Linked DNA regions of Mus musculus: all the other regions are linked to region 2. Evidence: chromatin contacts called from public HiChIP or PLAC-seq data. All regions are on one chromosome and are shown on one strand. The core of a region is the stretch at or near the end of the contact, and the rest is flanking DNA. Distances in the headings are between cores, read along the strand shown.

Evidence for each region. HiChIP or PLAC-seq counts read pairs in DNA pulled down with a chosen protein or histone mark.
Region 1: a contact with region 2 is called in a FOXA1 HiChIP or PLAC-seq map of pancreatic cancer cells. The contact joins two enhancer-like sites. A contact is called at or near these places in 3 of 115 datasets of contacts at active chromatin or transcription factors (embryonic stem cells, kidney and pancreatic cancer cells).
Region 3: a contact with region 2 is called in a FOXA1 HiChIP or PLAC-seq map of pancreatic cancer cells. The contact joins two enhancer-like sites. A contact is called at or near these places in 1 of 15 datasets of contacts at CTCF or cohesin (large pre-B cells), 3 of 484 Hi-C or Micro-C datasets (the N1E-115 cell line, embryonic stem cells and myocytes), 6 of 115 datasets of contacts at active chromatin or transcription factors (the NIH/3T3 cell line, astrocytes, embryonic stem cells and 2 more) and 1 of 9 other capture datasets (embryonic stem cells).

Annotation. Positions count from the first base shown.
Region 1 is chr7:112,489,892-112,494,052 of GRCm38.p6, forward strand. The region is part of intron 1 of Parva (parvin, alpha); the gene reads left to right. Among named protein-coding and RNA genes, the nearest start is that of Gm45998, 41 kb to the left of the region's middle. Within about 2 kb of position 2,005, at least 44 of the 459 cell types and tissues checked have an H3K27ac peak or open chromatin away from gene starts, as enhancers often do. A contact at or near this core is called in pancreatic cancer cells, where this site is marked.
Region 2 is chr7:113,252,609-113,256,582 of GRCm38.p6, forward strand. The region is part of intron 2 of Arntl (aryl hydrocarbon receptor nuclear translocator-like); the gene reads left to right. All of the region lies in intron 2 of Gm33721 (a long non-coding RNA gene), which reads right to left. Among named protein-coding and RNA genes, the nearest start is that of Gm33721, 7.1 kb to the right of the region's middle. Within about 2 kb of position 1,338, at least 22 of the 459 cell types and tissues checked have an H3K27ac peak or open chromatin away from gene starts, as enhancers often do. A contact at or near this core is called in the N1E-115 cell line, pancreatic cancer cells and trophoblast stem cells, where this site is marked.
Region 3 is chr7:112,452,846-112,457,112 of GRCm38.p6, forward strand. All of the region lies in intron 1 of Parva (parvin, alpha), which reads left to right. Gm45998 (a long non-coding RNA gene) reads left to right here. Exons shown (of 2, transcript XR_001778261.2): 1 at 1-4,267. Among named protein-coding and RNA genes, the nearest start is that of Gm45998, 3.6 kb to the left of the region's middle. Within about 2 kb of position 1,261, at least 116 of the 459 cell types and tissues checked have an H3K27ac peak or open chromatin away from gene starts, as enhancers often do. A contact at or near this core is called in the N1E-115 cell line, pancreatic cancer cells and trophoblast stem cells, where this site is marked.

The DNA.
Region 1 (4,161 bases), core at 755-3,254, 760 kb before region 2:
TAAAGCTCATATTTAAATCTATAAACTTTTAAAATACTGAAGTGTTTTTGTTTTATTTAGTGTTGGGGGTTGTCTTAGTCAGAGTTTCAATTCCTGCACAAACATCATGACCAAGAAACAAGTTGGGGAGGAAAGGGTTTATTCGGCTTACACGTCCACACTGCTGTTCATCATCAAAGGAAGTCAGGACTGGAACTCAAGCAGGTCAGGAAGCAGGAGCTGATGCAGAGGCCATGGAGGGATGTTGCTTACTGGCTTGCTTCCCCTGGCTCAGCCTGCTCTGTTATAGAACCCAAGACTACCAGCCCAGGGATGGCACCACCCACAAGGGGCCCTTCCCCCTTGATCACCAACTGAGAAAAAACGACCCACAGCTGGATCTCATGGAGGCATTTCCCCAACTGAAGCTCCTTTTTCTGTGATAACTCCAGTCTGTGTCAAGTTGACACACAAAACCAGCCAGTATAGGGGTAGAGCATGTGGGAGCCAATGTCATATGTGCGGAGGTCAGAAGTCAAGAGTCTGTTCTCTCCTACCACCACATGAGTCCCAGCTATCAAACACAGGTCATCAGGTTTGTCATCAAGTGCTTTTAAGCCACTTCAAGCCATCTTGGCAGCCCACCTTTTCTAACTTTATAGAGGGAAATATCCTATCTTTTGATTTTAAAGAATTCTTATAAAGAATTAATGTTGGAAGTGATACATGTCTATAATCTCAACTACTAAAGAGACTGACTGGGCAGGAGGATTACAAGTTCAAGGTCAGCCTAGGTAATTTAGCAAGATCCTATTTAAAATTCAAATTTCTTTTTTAAAGGGGTTAAGACGGTAGCTTTGTGGTAGAATGCTTGCTTAGTGTGTGGAAGGCTGGAATTTAATCCCCAGGTTGAGGGAGGAAGGGAGGGGGAGGGAGGGAGGAAGGGAGGGAAGAAAAGGAAGAAGGAAGGAGGGAGGGGTAAGTTAGTTGAATGTTATTGATGGCTTCCTCCATATCTGCTAAAACATTCCTTAAAGATTTATTTTAATTTTATGTATATGAGTATTTGCCTGTATGTGTATATGTATAGTAAACATGGGTGCAGTGCCTATGGGGGCAGAAGAGAGGTCAGATCCCCCGGAACTGGTATTGCAGCTGTTTGTGAGCTGTCATGTGGGTGTTAGGAACCAACCCAGGTCCTCTGAAGAGCAGCCAGTGCCCTGAACTGCTGAGCCATGCCTCCAGCCGCTCAGAATAATCTTATATTTCAAAACATTTCATGTACAAGTTTTGAATTATTACCTCAGTGGTGCTAATTCTCTGTCCTCTGAGATTGCTTGTAACTGATTTTGAGACTTTTTCCTGTACTTTTGGGAGGATATTATTTATGATTTATTAAACTATTCAGATAATTTCCTCTCTCTCTCTCTCTCTCTCTCCCTCTCTCTCTCTCTCTCTCTCTCTCTCTCCGATGTATGTGTGTGTGTGTGTGTGTGTATACATGGATTGTCAGCAAGCACAGTTGAATATACACCACCTAGACTAGTTAGCACTAGGTTAAGTGCTACATGGTAGATATCCCATGATTCATCAAGAACAAACAAAAGCCCCTAAAAGCTATCACCTCCCCTCTTCCTGGAGTCTTAGGGGCTCCCCTGGGAGATTTTAGCATTTCCCCCACTGGACCCCCATTAGTCAGTCTAGGTCAGTGACACAACCCCACCAGGGAACCTGCTCGTGTGGCCTCTTCCCAACACTTTGCAGAAGGTGACTTCCTGCATACCTGTCCTGGTCCTGAGGACACGCTCCTCTAAGTACCCACAAGTGATATCTCCCTGCTTGTGTCCCAGTGTTTTCCTTAAGTGTGTCACTCACCATGGCAAATAATTATCCTAGCTGTATCCTATTATCTAATTGCCTCCTGTGTCATTATGTGTGTCCCCTGAGTCCAGCATCCCTGTAGGGACAGGGTGGAGGGAGGCTTCAGGTCTGTTTATTTATTTAACACAAGCTGCTCTGTGCTGCTAAGTATGTGGCAAACACTCAGAAACCCTCTCTGAGTAAGCAATTGGGTGACTCAGTAATTCTCACCTTACTCTCAGGCAAAACCCAGATTCTGGCCAGGGGCGGATTTGATCAGCTTTAGTGAGCTGGATTAGATTAGCTTTAGTGAACTCATTAGGAGAAAGAAACAAAAGGGTTTCCACAAGGGGCCATGCTTATCTTCCAGGCTGTCAAATTTGTCTATCCATCCTCTTCCATTCAAGGCATGGGTAACTGTTGAGTAGTTCCTGGGAGCTGAGAATGGAAGCTTCAGGGTTGGGGACACACACACACACACACACACACACACACACACACACACACACAGAGAGAGAGAGAGAGAGAGAGAGAGAGAGAGCCTTCCCTGGTTTCATGGTGTTCCCAGTCTAGTAGCAGAAGCTGGTTTTAAGCAAACCAACCAACCACTAGCTACACAGCTACAAATCGTGCTAAGTATCATAAAGGGGAGAGAATGGTGTGGATACCTGCAGTTGGTTTTCTCAATGAGCAGGGTTTTTCAGATGACAGGTTAAGCTGAGATATGCAAAGGTCCTGAGGTGTGGGTTGTATTGTTCCTTAGAGAGGCAACCAAAAGCTAGTATGTGACTGGAGCATGATGAGTCAGGGTGGAGTTCTATGGGGTGAGCCTGGATGGGGCCTGATGACGGGTAAGGTCCTGTGGTCCAGGCCTGGGCATTTGAGTTCTAATCAATTGATTATATGTTTTCCAAGATGCTGTATGCTAGCCACTTTTCTATTTTCTACATCACTATGATAAAAATGCCTAAGAAAAACAATAGAAGGAGAAAAGATTCAGGGCCATGGATTCATAAGCTTTCTTTCATGGTCAACTGGCTCCATTGACCTAGGCCTGGCGTGAGCCAAAACCCATGGTCGAGGACTCCCTCAGCAGTCAGGACAGACAGATGGACAAAAAAGGCCCTACCTGGGCTGGTGAGATGGCTCAGTGGGTAAGAGCACCTGACTGCTCTTCCAAAGGTCCAGAGTTCAAATCCCAGCAACCACATGGTGGCTCACAACCATCCATAACAAGATCTGACTCCCTCTTCTGGTGTGTCTGAAGACAGCTACAGTGTACTTACATAAAATAATAAACAAATCTTTAAAAAAAAAAAAAAGGCCCTACCTTTTTTGTAATAATGTCGTCAAATCGTGTGTACATCAATGGATTCACTCACTGCTTAGGATAGAATCCTCAGTTCAGTCCTGTATCCAAAGCCCTGCCTCTAAATACTACCCTCAGGACCGAGCCATCAACACGTTAGTTTGCAGGGAGATTTTAAAGCCTAGCCATGATAGCTTTTCTAAGCTAGCTTATGTGCTTAATAGTACCCCATCTAATAAATGTGTATTAGCTCATTTAATACTCTGACTTTACACACCTTAGGCGTTATTTATGTTTTTGAAAAACACAAACACAAAACAAAACACAAAACAAAACAAAAAAAAAACAGGGTCTCATGTAGTACAGACCTGAAGTCACTATGTACTAAATTTGGCCTTGAATTCTTGATCCTCCTTGCCTCCACATCCCAAGTGCTGATATTAAAGAATGTTCCACCACACCCAGCTATATAGCTATTATTAATATGCTCAACTTTCCAGTTGAGTAGCCAAGGCCCGGTGAAAATGGGCAATTACTCTGGTGTGACTAGAATGTTTATGGAGGGACTAGGAAACTCCCAGATCATCCTGAGCCTGCAGAGACTACACAGTGGCTCCCACTTGGCTATATAACTATATCTTTGGACCTTAAGTGGCTGGTCAAGTTTGTCAGAATAAGAACAAGCAGACAGAGGCTCTTTCCATAGTATAGGTGAAAGGTCACAGCTTTGGGCTTGGTGCGCTCTATCACTGAAGAGCAACGGACACTCCCGGGTGGCAGAATGGGGAAATATATGTGGGAATGAATAGATTTGATATATTTAGTCTGAAATAAAACACCTTGAAGGCACATTTTTATTAATGTAGAATTTTTAAAAAGAAACAAGAGGACTCAAGCTATATCACAGCACAAAAAGGAAGATAAAGAGAACAAGGAGCGAAATCACTAGGTAACCTTTGTCACTTTAACGCAGTAGAGATAGCAAACGAGAAAGGAAATAGTATTTGAAAGTT
Region 2 (3,974 bases), core at 88-2,587:
AGCTGGTGGGTAGCATGAGTCCTGCCAACCCCACCTCAGCAGAGGTTAATTCTTTCTGGTCACTAATGCCAGTGAACTGGACTTGGTGTGTGAAACCTGTGTCTCTTTCTTGCCCTGAGGCTGAGAGGGGCAGGGGCCCACCAGAGACCTTTCCGAAGGAGGTGACTATTAAGAGACTATTAGTGGACAATGCTGGAGGCCATTGTCTTAGAGGAAGGAGGCAGGCCAACCTGCCTCCTTAGACCTTAGAGGAAGAGGTAAAGGCCTAAGTGAAGCTGGTAGGAGAAGAACAATGAGGTGAGGAATGGTTCTTGGTGAATGGGGGAAGTTGTAACCAAAACTGTGGGATTTGGTTACAGTCGAATGAAGTAAAGGATAGAGGAATGGAGAGGCTTGAACTGCCCTGCCAGGGCTTGGGCAGATCCAGCTGTGGGCAGATCCAGCAGCCTAGCTTACTAAGTACAGTCTCACTTAGTGGAATTTTAGCCAGCCTAGCCAGAGATCCTCCTAATGTCACCAGATGTTGCTAGAGGCAAACGGAGTACCTGGGTGTCCCCAGAGTTGTTTCTGTGCCGTCTTTTTCTCTCTCCCTGTCTGACACCCACAGCCACTCTCAAGTGACTGAGCTGAGACTATGTGAATGACCAGAAACGAGTACAGGAAATACTTGGAAAATGGTCCACTAGCTATAGTTCAGGAAATATAATTTTTTTCTTGAATTGTTTTGTTTCAATACAAACAACATTTGTTGGCAAATAGTCCCTAGTTCTAAATTTATTTTTAGTTTTATGGTTTATAAAGGCAGCAGTGCTCCCTAGATACCCACTGTTGGAGTAGTACTCTCTTCTCCACCACCCTCCCCCTTGCTCCTGGTCTTTTCTCTGTCTCTGTCGTAGGAACTTGCTTTGTGCACGTGGGCCCAGAAGGTACCCACTGGTAAGACCTAGGGCATGTGTCTGTGGTTGTGTGGTGAAGCAGTGGGGAAAAGCAGAAGGTGAAGAACCCTGGATCCTTTGTAGAGAGGATGCTGTAAGTGAAGTCAGGGTCCTGGCTTCCAGGGCCCATCAGAGCATGTGAGATAGGCTGGCCCTCTGCTTTGTACTTGAGCCCCCTCCACCATCAGCCCAGTAAATGAAGCTGACTTGAAGTCCCCCAAGTAGAAAGTCAACAGGATGATGTCCTAGCCCAGGCCTCACTCTGATGCTACCCCAGCACCCCAGTGGTTATTTAGGAAATGTGTTTGGTTCTTTGAACCGTAGCTGGTCACTGGTGCTGTGACTGCAGAAAGTGAAAGCCCGAGGGAGGGCTGTGTGTGCCACTGCCAGTCCAAAGTCCACCCCGCTTTCCTTAGGCCTCCCAGCCACACCCTTGCCATCAGTACTTTCACAGTTTATTGAAGCAATAGGTGCTTCAGTGGAAGGGGCATCCGAGGTCACTTTCCCTGGCCTCGGACTGGTACAGGCAAGCCTGCCTATATGGCACATGATGGGCCATCTTATGGCCTCAGGCACCTAGCCACCAGACATCCATTCCCTCTTCCGGACACCGTTGGCATGTAGAAGTTTCTTCTTTCTTCTGACCTCCAGTCTGCTTGCCAGTGTTCCCTCCTTGACCTACTTTTGCCCCTTGTAGCCACACAGAACAAAGATCTGTAGGCCTGGCATGGCTCCACTTCACAAGCAGGAAAACACAGCTCCTAGTCTCTTCTTCTCTATTCTTATGTGTCTCTCCAACCATTCCTTTAGGAGTTATCTTATGTGCATATGTGTGTATCTCTGTGTGGTTATGAGCATGTGAGCACAGATGCCAGCAGCAGACAGAAGGTATTAGATCCTCAGGAGCTGGAGTTAGAGGTAACTGCAAGTCATCCAATGTGGGTACTGGGAACCAAACTTGGGTCCTTTGCAAAACAGCAGTTTGCACTTGCCTTAGTTAAGGTCTTACCTCTGTGTTGAAGAGACACCATGACCAAGGCAACTCTTCTAAGGACAGCATTTCATTGGGGCTGGCTTACAGATTCAGAGGTTGAGTCCATGATCATCATGGTGGGAGCATGGCAGCATCCAGGCAGGCCCGGTGCAGGAGGAGCTGAGAGTTCTACATCTTCATCTAAAGGCTGCTAGTAGAAGACTGACTTGAGGGGCTCAAAGCCCACTCCCATAGTGACACACCTACCCAACAAGGCTACATCTCCAAATAGTGCCACTCCCTGGGCCAAGCATATTCAAACCATGACAGCACTCTGAGCCATCTTTCTGATCCCTTTGGAGGGGAAAAAAAACAAAAACAAATACACACACACACACACACACACACACACATATATACATATTTCATATATGTGCCTGTATGTGGGTACAGACCTCTAGCCATTCTTCAGGTGACTTGCAGTCAGTCTGATAGTAACAAGGAGGTGGTAAGCAAGTGTGCACTTGCCTTGTGTGTTCAGTGTTCTAAGCATCTTCCTCAGGCTCTTGTACTTGAGTACACACTGCCAGGAGCCTCATTTCACTAGGGAGGAATGGAGGTGCACGGACGGGTTCAGAGTTGGAGTTGGGCCCCTGGCAGTGACTTCCGAGCCTATGCTATGAGCTCTGGTGCTCCAGTAACCTACAGTCTTCCGTCTATCATGCTAAAAATAAGTCCATAAGTAGCCTTGGGATAGCCTTGCTTGACTTCTTTTGCAAGAAGTCATTTGTCAGGAGCCAGAATTGAGCCCTTTTCCCTGAAACCTCTTCAGAGTTTGTTTTGATAGAAAGGCTGCAAGGACCGAGGCCTCTGCTGTCAGCAGCGGTGGGGTCATCCTGGCTCAGCCAGGTCTCACAAGACTCCTGAGGTGATGGGATTAGGTCAAGGTGACAGATATGGGTTGTGTGGGACAGACAGGGGGCCTCTTGTTAAAGTGGCTACTCACAGCCTTCGTGTCTAACGTTGGACAACAGAGAACAGTGTCTACAAACCTCTAACACAGTGTTCAGTCTTCTCAGAGCAACCTGGCTATGTCCAGGCAAGGGGATTCAATGGCCACCAATCCCGTAAGTTCCTTAATGTGGGAGGCAGGAGTTCAGTGTGCATTTCCTGCAGTGTCTCGTCTACTCAGGCCCTGCCCCAAGTGTAGGCAAAAGCTTCGAAGGGAGCTTGACAGGACAGGACCAGGCCATCTTTCTCTTGGTGAGCTGTTTTCCGTGTGTTCCAGTCAGGTTTATAGAGACATCAGCCTATGAGGGCCCTGAGATCTGCAGAGGAAACAGCTTGAAGCGGTGCCTAAGGGCTGGGTAAGATCTGCTTGACAGTCCCCACAGTGGATTCCAGGGGAGAGAGAGGAGTCACCTCCCTGAAATGCTGTGTCGTCACCTGAAAGGATGAGGTGGACAGGGCGCTCGCTACCTGCAGCAGAAAGCTGCGTACTATGGAAAATGCCTGCCACAGTGTCTGGTGCCTCTAGAGTAAATATTTGCTTGGTGACTTCCTTCTTCCTCCACGAGCCCTTCCTCTTCCTCCTTCTCTTCAAATCCTGTCAGCTACTGATTTTTCTGTTTGGCTTTGGATAAATATCTGAATTTCTAGGCCTTTCCTGTCAGTTGAAAAAAGGAGGGCTGTAGTATGAAGCTCTGAGTGGGTGACACGCCCCCTGGAGGGCATTTGGGAAATGCATGGGTGGCTTGGTAGGTGCTGTGAGCAGACAAGGCCATCTGTGGGAAGGATAATCCTTCCAGAAGGCCGGATTGTCCATCCACACAGCTGCTGAATGTGTGGTGAGCATCCCTGTCTGTGATCTGAGCCTGGAGCCGGACTTCATGCTACACAAAAGTGAATCATTTCTGCATGTTTTTAATTTATACCGAATTTTCAAGACGACCACTGCCAAATGTATGAGTAGAGGTGATTTATAAAAAGTTCCCGTGTCTCATTATGCAGTGCATTGATAATGTCCCGTGTATAGATGTGTTTACATATTAACTTGGGTGTTCTGT
Region 3 (4,267 bases), core at 11-2,510, 800 kb before region 2:
TCCTTCTTTATTATTTTTTTAGGTAGAATATAAAATAATGTATTTCATCATAGTGTATGTGTATATATATACATGTATATGTGTTATAAGACTAAACTTTGTTCATATTCCCTGTGGCTGTCTTCATCTGCCCACCTTCCTTCTGCTGGTCTCCGTTACCAACCATAAATTCTTAGAAGTAGAATTGCTGTCTCAAGTTTTTTGAGTTTGAATTTAGCTATATATGTCCAGCTTGGTATTCAGGAAGGAGATGCAGGTAGTGGGGTGGCTATAAGCAAATATCCCTATACTTTATATTTCAGGGCTAAAAACAATTGTTTTTTTTTCTTCCTATGAATTCAGTCCTGCCTTCTGCATTCAGAAGGCAAGGCAGAAAGCCTGGCATTTGCCGAAGACTCTGTATAGCAAGATTTTGTTGTTGGTTTGGAGAGAGAGAGAGAGAGAGAGAGAGAGAGAGAGAGAGAGAGAGAGAGAGAGAGAGAACGAGAATGAATCAGTATACAGTCCAGGCTAGTCATGAACTTGTCACCCTCCTGCCTCAGCCTCTGAAATTCTGTGATTATAAGCATGTGGCATCCATACCTGGTTTGATGCAGCGAAGTCTGAGGCTAGCCTAGACTACATAGTGAGATTCTGACTCAAAAAAATTAAAACTTAATACAGAATTATAACTTTTCTTGTGAAGAAGACCTGTCATTTGAGTCCCCCTGAGCTCTGGTTTTGTTGGGGATGTGCCCATACATTTCTAAGTGATGAATTCCTAAGATCCTGTCTCCAGCATTTAGTGTTCACAGACATTTCTGGAGTTCAAGGCAAAAGGCCTTTGTGTTTCTAGCATTCCCTCTTCTCCCAGGCCGACTGCCTCTGGTTTCCCAGCCTTTGCCGACTGGGCTCTCTCTTGACTTTTGGGATAAATATTTAGAGATTGTGTGTTCTTGTGGCATGCTTGCCTTTGATGCAGAGGGTCCAGGGTTCTGATTGGAGGAAGCCTCTAGCCCTATGGAGATCCAAAGCTGCCAGCCAGTCGGAGCCCCTCTGCCTCTCCAGTTCTTGCAGGCAGGCGCCCTGGAAGGTTTGCAGGGCTCTCCTGCCCTCCTGCAGTGCACTTGGCTAGAGATGAGACTTAAGACTGATTTCCTTTTAGGGATAATTGTGCAGCCAACCAGCAGCAGAAAACCCAGTGACAGGGATAATGACATCCAGGGCCTTGAGAAGGAGCAGAGAGAAGGGCAGAGTGACTCATGAGCCCCTGCATCCTCCCAGAACATTCCAAGAACTGCCTGCCTGCTGAGTTCACACCCGGAGACTATTATCCTACCAGGGGCAGCAAGGCCAACTGCTGAGTGTTAGCCCCAGGGAGGGGATTGCAGATGCCCTGGAAGGAACAGCCCTGGAGTTGAATTTCCATCTTGGGAAGGAGACACACCACACTTTCCTCTTCAGCCTAGCTTCTAGGGACTGGTCCTCTGGAGGGACACAGACCTCAGAGCTGCTTGGGCCTGGCCATATCATTTGTTTCTTTGAATGTCAGTTTTCCATCTTCTAAACAGGGATCAAAAGGCCTTGAAGCAATGTTGGGGAGCGACTGAAGAAGGGTATTGTTTGACATGAGCACAGCCTTGTCAAGAACCCCAGTGTCTCAGACCCATGGAAGTGGCAAAGCGTTCCCTGGGTGAGGCTCAGAGGATGGTAGAACCTTCCTCTTGTCCATGTGTGGATACTCACAGTCGCTCCAGAAAATGCCCACTGTAACTTTCTCCCTGCTCCGCGTGCTGATGTCCTGAAGACTGCTCCCCTACACAGGCTGCTTGTGTGGAGACTAGCTAAGCCTGCCTCCTTGTTTGCCTGTGTATAATAAACATGCTGATCGTCTCTGTCAGGCCTAATCCCAGCTTTTCTCTGTATGTGTGTATTATTTCTATACAAGGATGCAACAGAGCGGTCTCTAACACAGCTAGTAATGAGTTCATGTTGGGGTCTTGGCATGCCACACAAAAATGTGTGCTGTTACTGTGCTGGTGTTTCAACCTTCCCTTTGGCCTCACCCTCCCCTAAAGCTTGGAATATACTGTAAAGAGCTTGCAGAGGTCACAGTTATATGAAATGTATATTACACAGAAAGATAGATTCATTGGATCCCATTAAATGACTAGCTGTGAGGTAGGATTTTGCTATTTTAATTACACTTATTTACTGTATGCTGTACATGCATGAGGGGTCAGAGGACAGCTTACAGGAGTCAATTCTCTCCTTCTGCTAAGTAGATCCAGGGGACCAAACTCAGGTCATCAGCCTTGGTGGCAAGCTCCTTTACCAGCTGTGCCTCTTGGTGGCCTCAGGCTTTGCTTTTATCTCCTTCTGTGTACTGAGTTACAGAGCTGGAGTAATCAGCTCACTGTAAGTGGTGGGGCCAGCATAGCATTCAAAGCAAGGCTGTCAACTCTAGGACCTAATGTCCCCTAACCATTAGGTTATCCTGCCTCTCAGCGTATCTACGTTTCCATAGGAGAGTTTTCAAGTATGAGCCAGGAAAGGATGTTTTTCTTATTCTCTTAATTAAAACAAAACAAAACAAAACAAAACAAAACAAAACAAAGAAAAAAAACCCAACTGTTACTTTTCTCAGGATAACAAGATAACATAAAGAAATGGAACTGTATACAGGAGTCTGTGTAGATTGAGTTGGGGCAGCTTTGAGGTTCTTGATTTTTGCAGACTGGATGTCCTGGGTATATGTTTGTTCCACAGCTTGGCTTTCCTGGGGCTCCAGTTGGACAACTGGAGTCAAGCTGGTTTGCACCCAACTCTATTAGATGAGTTCCGTGTGTGTGTGTGCGTGTGTGTTCCTATCTATTCATTCTAACATTCTTTTCTTATCTGTCAAGGCTTCATAACAGACACCTCACCTCACAGGCCAGGGCTGCACACACCCTGAGTCACCATCACAGACACAATCACACTTGGCACTTAGCTTATTCATCCCCAGTATTTCCCATGGGTTTTACTACTGTAGTTTTTTTTTTTCATATGAATACACATTTCTATGAACCGCCCCCCCCCCCATGGCATTTCCGGTTGCCATGCTCCCGTGAACAGGGGGATGACTTTAATTGACTGTGATGGAATAATATTCTGCCTGGAAGACATGCTGTAGCTTGCCAACTGTTCCTCCAGTAGTTAAATCTCCATGTATTTGCCATTACAGAAATGCTATGGGTATAGCTTTGTTTCTAGAAATATTTTCCCACATGTAATATTACTTCTGTAAGGGTTGATTTCATGGGATGGAATTACTGAGTTAAACATTAAGAAATTAGAAATTTCCCCCCTTCTCTGGTGGTGGTGGTGACTAATTATTTATTTTTTTAACACTCTTGCTGCATAGCCCAGATTGACCTCAAATCAAGATCCCTCTGTCCTGGGCTCCTAACTACTTGAATTGCCACAGAGCCCAGTTTACTTTGTGAAGCCTAGGCTAGTATAAACTTCTCTTATAGCTGAAGCTGACCTTGAACTCGTGATCTTCCTGCCTCTACCTTCTGAAGTCTGAGATTATAGGCATGCCCCACCATGCCTGGCTCACATGTTTCCCAAGCTGACTTTCTGGGCTGCTGGCGTGTCTCCATCAGAGTGCATGGCACGTCTGACACCCCCCCCCCCAGCTGCTCTCTGTGCGTACCTGTCATTTCTTCACTCCCCGTCTTCTCAGTCGAGTCAGTTCCAAAGCTGTTCAGGTTGTGGCACTTGACCCACTGGGCCAATTCCCCCATCCTCTGGCTCATACATCCCTCATTAGATACTAACAAATTATTTTCTAAGATATGTGGCAATGCACACTCCTGCAGCCCTCTGCCAGAGCACCGGGTTAAGGGTGCCCTTTCTGCCTTTGTTCGTAAAGTTTAGTTAATGGGAACAGTCTTAATTGCTTTTATTGGCATTTCTTTGATGACCGGCAAGGTTAAACATTTTCTGTGCTTATCACCACTTCCATGTTCTTTATACTCTGATGAGCACTAGAGTGAAAACTTAAGACTTTGAACAAACTTCAAAGTACCTTAAATCGGAGGCCAAAGTAACCCTGGGCACAAAGTCTCTGCATAGTGATGCCCGTTATCCCTAGAGTCTGTGTTCTTGCCATGTCTCCTGCTGCCATGTTCTCCCTGGTGTCTCGAAGACCATCATGGGGACTCCTTTTATGACCTTTATAGCTGTTGTGCTTAGAGGCTCCCTCCCCCCTTTCCTCCCTCAAGCCCTCACTTGTGCTGAG